Regions from separate parts of the Mus musculus genome. Here region 1 is linked to region 2. A link is a contact called in public Hi-C data. All regions are on one chromosome and are shown on one strand. Each heading gives the region's core, a stretch centred on a gene start, on an enhancer-like site or on the middle of the called end of the contact. The rest is flanking DNA. Distances are from core to core; before and after follow the strand shown.

The links. A called contact is a pair of places that touch in the nucleus more often than the background predicts.
Region 1: a Hi-C map of uterus shows a contact between it and region 2. The contact joins the enhancer-like site here to the promoter of Lgi2 in region 2. A contact is called at or near these places in 2 of 39 promoter capture datasets (both in liver), 15 of 484 Hi-C or Micro-C datasets (CD8 T cells, Sertoli cells, cerebral cortex and 9 more), 7 of 115 datasets of contacts at active chromatin or transcription factors (PVALB interneurons, SST interneurons, embryonic forebrain and 3 more) and 3 of 9 other capture datasets (adipose tissue, embryonic stem cells and pancreatic islet).

The regions. Positions count from the first base shown.
Region 1 is chr5:52,634,698-52,638,549 of GRCm38.p6, forward strand. No RefSeq gene overlaps it. Among named protein-coding and RNA genes, the nearest start is that of Gm30178, 13 kb to the left of the region's middle. Within about 2 kb of position 1,899, at least 13 of the 459 cell types and tissues checked have an H3K27ac peak or open chromatin away from gene starts, as enhancers often do. A contact at or near this core is called in PVALB interneurons, SST interneurons and uterus, where this site is marked.
Region 2 is chr5:52,564,662-52,568,505 of GRCm38.p6, forward strand. It overlaps Lgi2 (leucine-rich repeat LGI family, member 2), which reads right to left and starts at 1,645. Exons shown (of 8, transcript NM_001310604.1): 1 at 1,257-1,645. The coding sequence starts at 1,444.

The DNA of each region.
Region 1 (3,852 bases), core at 649-3,148, 70 kb after region 2:
TAAACAGAAAATAGACAATGATCATAAATGCACACCAAAAATGCTGATTTCCCAGTGTTAAAAGGTCCATTTGCTTTGCATTAGTAAATAAAAGCGGGCACATTTTCCACTGGGCTTCAACAACAGCAGAAGTCATTGTTCAAAAGGCTTCTGTCCTGTCCCCTTCCCCCCTCCCAGGGTATCCGGTCCCCTAGGAAGAGGTGAGTCTCCAGGCAAGTGGACGGTGATGGCATCGAGTGGGGACAGCAGAAGCTGAAGAACACATAGAAGGATGCAGTTCACAGGAAAGGAAAGGCCAAGGCCAGAAAGGTGTTCTGGGTTTCTGCGCCCTCTCAGGCCCCAGACATGACCCATGAGTAGCCCCAGCCTTCAGGACCAGCCTCTGTTCGAACCTCTCACATAGGCAGCTTTGAAGAGTTCTCTACATCTGGTTTCTTACCTGGGGAATTCCAGGAGGCTCACAGATACCCAAGGATCCTGAATTTTGTCCAGGCAAACTCTTCCAAAGGGAGGTTCTGATTGTGTTTGCTTCTGCTCTTATTCTTCCTCGCTCTGTGCATGTGTAGCTGGTGCATGTAGAAGTCAGAAGACAACTGTTGGGATCATTCCGACCTACCAGTCCACTTCCTTTGACATGGGGGTATCCCACTGCACCGGGGACTCAGCAAGTGGACTATAGTGGCTAGCCAGCAAGCCTCAGGGAGCCTCCTGTCTCTGGCTTCCCAGTGCTGGGTTACAAGCACGTGCTTCCACACTCAGCGTTTCCTGTGGATCCTAGAGACTGAACTCCAGTACTCTGGCTTCCGTCCCATAGGTCAGGTTATGAGCAAGTTGTTTGAAGAGAGTGGAGAATATCATCAGCTTTGGTCTGATCAGAAGCTACAAGCTCCTCTCTCTCTCTCTCTCTCTCTCTCTCTCTCTCTCTCTCTCTCTCTCTCTCGCTCTCTCTCTCTCTCTCCTATCTCTCTATTTGACCAGGAGACATCAGGAAGGGTTCTTTCCGCAGGCCAGCCCACTCCCTCCTCTCATGTTTCCCAGGCATAGCTTTTTGCCTCTCTTCCCCTCTGAACAACTAACTGTTAAGATATAGAGGTTCCACTGCCCGTGAAGCCTGACATAGCGCCATTCACCTTCCACACATTTCAGAACAAAGGTTATCTCTGTAGCTAGGACAACTGCTACCACACAACCCTACAGAGATCCTATTAGAACTGACATTGGAAGTCTACGATTATCCAAGAGCTTGGGGTCCAAGTTCATGGACCTGAACAGAATGGGGTGCAGAATGAATTCAAGTTTAGCCTGGGCAACTTAGCAGACCCTGTCTCAAAATCACAAGAGGGCTGGGGGGGGGGGGATATCTCAGTAATCGAGCATGTATTAAGTGCACACAAGACCTTAGGTTCAGCCTCTGGGGGTGGGGGCCCAGTATTCCCTCACCTGGGGGCCATGTCTGATTGGGTCTGAGCCCCACCCACAAATATCTCCAATGTACTCTGCAACCAGAGGTGTGGTTAGTGAGACCAGTGAAACAAGGTGGAACTTGGTAGGCGTCAATTACACAGGCAGGAAGTGCGGCTGGGCACTTGGAGCAGCAGGCACTAGATGGCTTTCTGGGAGATTTTGAAAGTTTCTATGCTAAAGTTTGGCTTTTTTTTTTTTAAGCCTATTCTTCAGGAACATCTGATAAACTCTCCCCAACTAAGACGTCCTTAACTGATAAGAATAAGCAGTTATCTGTTTCCGGAGGCATCTGTGTTTTTAACAGCACCAAAAGGAAAAAAAAAAAAAAAAGCCTTAAGACAAAGAAGAAAATCCATCGGTAGGAGGCAAGAAGCAGGAGGAAGGGCAGCTCCGAGACCGAGGCTCATCTCCCATAGCTGCAGTCTCGGTTTTTATTGCGATAGATAGGATGTGATAAATACCAAGCCAACACAGCTGCACTGCATAAAGCCCATTTCCGATGCTATTTCATTAAAGATCTTTTCCATTTTTGGTGTGTTGTGTTACCAACCATTCAGTGATAGCTCCTATCAGACCAGGGGCTACATATCCATCCTCCCTCCCCCAGCCACTTCCCACACATAAAATTTCACTGGATGTTTATCTCAGTCCCGGGAGGTCTTGTTATCCTTTCAGATGAGTCAAAAGTTAGCTTTCGGAAGGTCAGGTCGCTTAGTGATCTAGTTTGCTTTCCTGCTGTGGTGATAAAACCCTCTGACCTAAAGCAATCTACGGGAAGAGTTTATTTCATCTTAGGCTTCTAACCACAGTCTGTCATGGAGGACAGAAGGGGCAGGAATTCAAGCAGAAACCACAGAGGAATGGTGGTTGCTAGCTCACTCTCTGCTCACTTTCTAATATAGCCCAGGCCCACCCACCTACAAATGGTGCTACCCACAGTGGCCTGAGCCCCTCACCATCAAGACAGTCCCTCACAGACATGGCCACATGCCAATCTGATGGAGACAACTCTACAGTTAAAGTTCCCTCTTCCCGGGTGACTCGAGGTTGTATCAAGTTGACACTAAAACCCTAAGCGAGCCACTCTGGCACTCCGTGGCAGGTTAAGGGTGAAGGTGTCCTCTCACGTTGTAGTTATTATTTGACCATGACAGAAAGCCTTTGTAGAGATTCTCCGTTTGGATGATCTTGCTCTCATTCGGGGTCTATGGGTCACTTATTAAAAAAATGTGTTAAACCTCAAGTCTTGACACATGTTTGAAAATAGCAATTGGGATTTTAAAATCATAACTCACAAACTGATGCCAGACTAAGGGTTGGGAAATGGCTCATTGAGTAATGTGTTTGCTGTTCAGATCCTCAGAATCCACATAAAAGCTGCGCATGGTAGCACCAAGAGAGGAGACCAGGCGAGGATACCAAGAGCTAGCCGGCCAACCAGTCTAGTCAAAATAGCAAGCTACAGGTTCAGGGACAGGCCCTGTCTCAAACATAACGTGGAGTGTGATAGAGAAAGATAGCCAAAGACGACCTCTGACTTCCACACTTGCACACAAGTGAGTGCACCTGGTAGGAGGTATACACAGCGGGGGGGGATAGTCTTATAGCACAGCCATGTTCAGACACTACCCAATGACTTTGGCTTGACAGGCTATAGCTGCCCTTGAAGGTAAGAAAGAACAAGGGGCGGCCAGATGAGGCTGCTCCTTGCAGCTGGCAGGGAGGGGGCGTGTGAGGTTCCCTTTGCACAAGGAGAGCTGAGCAGGACCTCTGCATCTGCACCTCAAGGAAAGATTCGGGAATGTATTAGAGATGGAACTATTGGAGTTTCAATCAGACATGATGGGATTCACAGCTGCATAAATATTTAATCCCTCTTCAATCTTTCATACAATAAATAGCTGAGTGTCCTGTGGCAGCTGCTGCTTAGGTGCTTGGAATATGAGAGAGCAGTCACGTTTTGGTGGTACTGATGCCTACCCAGGGGCCTAGGGGAAAACACATTTTCACCAACCTGTACACTGCGTGCTGTGTTAGACCTCCACGCCTCAGCATGAGGCATGGCCAATAGGCTAGGACCACCTAGGACGGCTATCACGGAGCACATGCGACACACAGCACAAGCCCTGCCATACTGAATCGTAATCTGCCATTACACAAAGCTCCAGGTGGCTCTCAGGACACCAACAGAGTCCCTTGAAGACAAGGGAGAGAAGACAGCTCTAGCTCTTAAAAGGTCCTGGGAGTACCCTTCCCTTACAAGGAGATTTAAGAAAACCAGGAGGAAAGTGAGTTAAAGGGCCCAGGCTGACATTCCCAGACAGAGAAAAGCCAGAAGCAATGTGTGCTGGGGGAGTGAGCGGCAGCAATCGGACCAGTTTGGTTGGA
Region 2 (3,844 bases), core at 395-2,894:
TTCCATACATGACTGGAGTTAACATGCAGAACACTTCAGCTTTGATCCCATCCAAAGGGTTTAACAAGAGAAATTCTAGAATCCTCCATGTGATCTAATTTAGCAAGAGTAAGAGGCAAACGGGCCTGCTGTGCCCACAGCCAAACTCTTCCAACTTTTTACAGATGTAAACAGGACCTTGAACCCTCTCCCTCCCTGTACGCTGATGCTGTTTTTGCCTTGAAGAAGCACAGGACACGATGGAGAAGGCACAAGCAACGTGGTACCCAGAACTACCTTACCCTCAGGATCCCCTCCTCTACATCTGCAGGGGTACTCCAGCACCTCAGCCTGGAATAAGGGGCTGTCCTAGCAAGAGATGCCCCAGCAATAAACAGACCACCCTCAGATCCCTTCCATAGCAACACTTCACTATTGCCACTGTGTGAGACCTAGTTGAAAGTGCTTAGCAAGCAAGTGGAGGAATCTCTCTGGTTAGTTCTGTCAGTGCTGGTAATACAACCCACCATGGAGAAAGATGGTAAAAAGGGGGCCCTCTTGAACTCAAGGCAAGAAGTTGGAAGGTTTCCCTCACTAGGGGGCTCGGCTGGACACCATATACGGAAAAGCACTTAGAAGTCTTCCGGGTTTCCCCTCTCTAAGCCACGTGGAGTAACCCCTCTACTTCCAGAAGCTGTGTGCCTTTGCACAGCTTAGGCATTTCCTAGCCTGCAGTGTGGAGAGGTCAGGAGGGGGCCAACCTCCCAGCAGAGCTGAGGCCCGCTGCAGTGAGGCCTCACCCATTCCTAATTAGCCGCTCAATCCGGGCGCATACAGCTGCTCTCCAGTCACACACCCACCCACTCACCAACACAACAGAACCACTCAAAACTTTAAGGTGCCCCAAGGATCACCTCGTGGCCCGAAATACAGGCTGTGAACTCTGGTGCAGAGACCCTATCCCATGGTGGGCCCTGGGTCTGCAGTAGCATCAGCTCCCCCCCAGGTAGGTCTGATGCAGGTGGCCTCGGGCCACAATGAGAAACTGTCACGCGGACCTGTCTGGATTCCCGTACTCTGGGGTTTAGAGTCGCCCCCCACCCCACCCTCCACTCCACACAGATTCCACCCACGTTCCGTGCCCCCCAACCCAAAGGCAAAGAAAGGGACTAAGGAGCAGGGTCAGGTGGCGCTGCCCCAGCACCAGCCGCAACTCCCTGGCGGCGGCCGGCGCAGGGCAGGGCAGGGCGGGGCGGAGATGGAGGGGTCCCACTCACAGGGAGCTGATGTCGCCAGGCACGATCCTAGGCACCCAAGAGGAGCCCACGCAGATGATGGACTCCTTGGTACAGCTGCAAGTGGCGGGGCAGCGCGCCAACCGCCTCACCTGCGCGCTCGGCGGGATGAGGCACGCGGCGCTCAGCAGCAGCAACCCCAGCGCCCCGCCGCCTCTCCATAGCGCCATGCCGGGTCCCCGGGTCCCCGCCCGGGCTCGGACCCCCGCCGCCGCCGCCGCCCCGCGCCGTGCGCTCGGACCCAGCGCCGCAGCAGACGCGGGTGCCGCTTGCCGATCGGCCGCCAGCGCTGCTGGCGAGGACGCGGGCGCCGCGGGTGTGGGAGGCCGAGCCGCAGCCGAGCAGCATGCTGGCCGCCACCCCCACTCGGCGCCCCCCCACCCGCGCCCGGGCTGCTGGGCGGCCGCCGCACCGCCTCACCCGCGCTGGCCTGACATCAGCACCCGCGCCTGCCGCGGGCCCGGACCAATGAATAATGCACGCGGGGGCCCGCCCCGCGGGGGAGGGGGGGGGAGGAAAAGTTGGATGACCTTGGGGGAGGGGCCAGCCGTGGCTCAGACCCCCTGGGAGCAGGGACCCGCAATCCTTCTGTGGCTGCAAAGGATTTCACAGACAGTGGACTCCTTTCTACGGGGTCAAATCCTGAGCTTCCTTCCCCGCAAAAAATAAATAAATAAATAAATAAATAAATAAATTTTAGAAAGTAGAAACCGTAAGAACTGGAGCCTCTACACCCCCAGAAAAGTAGGAGTGGGGAGCACTGTCTTGACCTGGGAGAAAGGTCTCTATCCCCGAGTGCCCCGAAGAGGCCAGACCTTTGTGCAGACTTCATTTATCTTACAGAGGACCTAAATGACTGTAGCACAGGGACCCGACTGGGCCACCTTGGCTGGCCCACCATGTTTCTGTGGGGTCTGAGTCTCCACTGCACCTCAGCTCACTGAAGCCATCCCTTTTCAGTTGCCCAAGAAAACTAGAATCGCAAAACTGCTACAGCAGGGTATCCCCTGCCTGGCTGTTGGGCCTTGCAAGAACCTAGCCTGCGAAGAAAAGTTTCCTGGCTCAACACGGTAGCTACACACGGTAGCTACGCCCCACCCCCACCCCCTGATTAAATGATGGGGGACACAGATTGTTAGGAGAGACAGAGTTTGTTGCTCTGAGCACTGGGCCTTTCATCTCCTAACCCTTAGCGGATGCTATCCATCTTCAAGAATTTAACTGATGAGAAAACTGAAGCCCAGGAGTCCTGGGTAGCTGTCAGAGTGTGCTGTTAACAGTCAACACCAAAGAGAAAGACTGGAGCCTGAGATGGGGATTTGTAACTGGCCCCAGGGAAACCCTTTTTACTTCTAGAATCTGTCTTAAGGAGCGTTAATGTTATCATAAGGTCGTGTGCTGCTGGGGGCATGGAAGGAAATGCCAAAGCAGAACAAAGCATTATAGATTCCCCTACCCCACCCCTGCAACTGCTCTGAGCTCAGACCTGTCCATCAGGCTACCAACCTGGGCAAACCATTCTGATGTTAGCGTGTGCCTGAAACAAGTACAGCCAGTGCAGAAGAGGAAATTCATCGGTGCTGCCTCTTATTCCTGAATCATTTTAGCACAATTCAACGGGGGAAATATCTGGCTGTCCACTATGGGAAAAGAGAAAAACTCTCCCTATGGGCAGGAAACTTCAGTAGCTGGACAGATAGCCCAATAGAAGGACCTTCCCATAGTTACATGGATATAAGAGACTGGCCAAAGGGTAGAACATGGGATGCTACTATGGCACTTCATGGAAAGAGTAAAACACGGTCTTAGTTACTTTTCCTGTTGCTATGATGAAATATCCTAACAGAAACATCACAAATAAGCAACAGTGGCACTATCTAGCAGAGATATCCAGGGCTCAGCCTCAGCACCAATCAGCAGGTGGGACCAGGAGGGACACCAAAAGAAGTTCTCAGTTGTGCCTCTCTCAGAGAAGCAAAGATCAGCAAAGACAGGAGACCAACAAGCATTGTTCAGCTAGCTCTGCTGGCAAGCCAGCTCAGCCTCCCTCACTGTCTGTTGAGTCCTATCTATAATCCCTCCAACCATCACATGTCCCCCACAGGTCTTGCCTCAGCACATGAGTCTGTCTCAGCTGACATCACTCTGTCATCAGACCGAGTCTACAGAAGTGACAAGAAGCCGCAGCACACCACCAGAACTTTTTCAGTGCGTTTCTCTCTATGGAGTCCTGACAAATGAAGCTCAACTATGCAACATAAGGCGGACCAATACATGCACATGAGCAAAGGATCCTTCATCATGTGTCCTTTCACCGCTGTTTGCTTCGGTGAAATGTTCATTGACGGGTCGGCCTTAGCCTTTCACCTGTGTCCACTTCAGTGAAATGTTCCTTCATGTTCCACCCAGCAAAACACCATCCAACACAACTGACTTTCCAAAGAACACTAAAGTTTCCATCTCACTGAAAGACTGATTTAAGCTAAATAGTTCCTCAAAGATGTTCCTGAAGGTTTGTCCTCTAGGTAATTCCAGTTGGCACTCAACCATAACCATCACAGATATCGCTG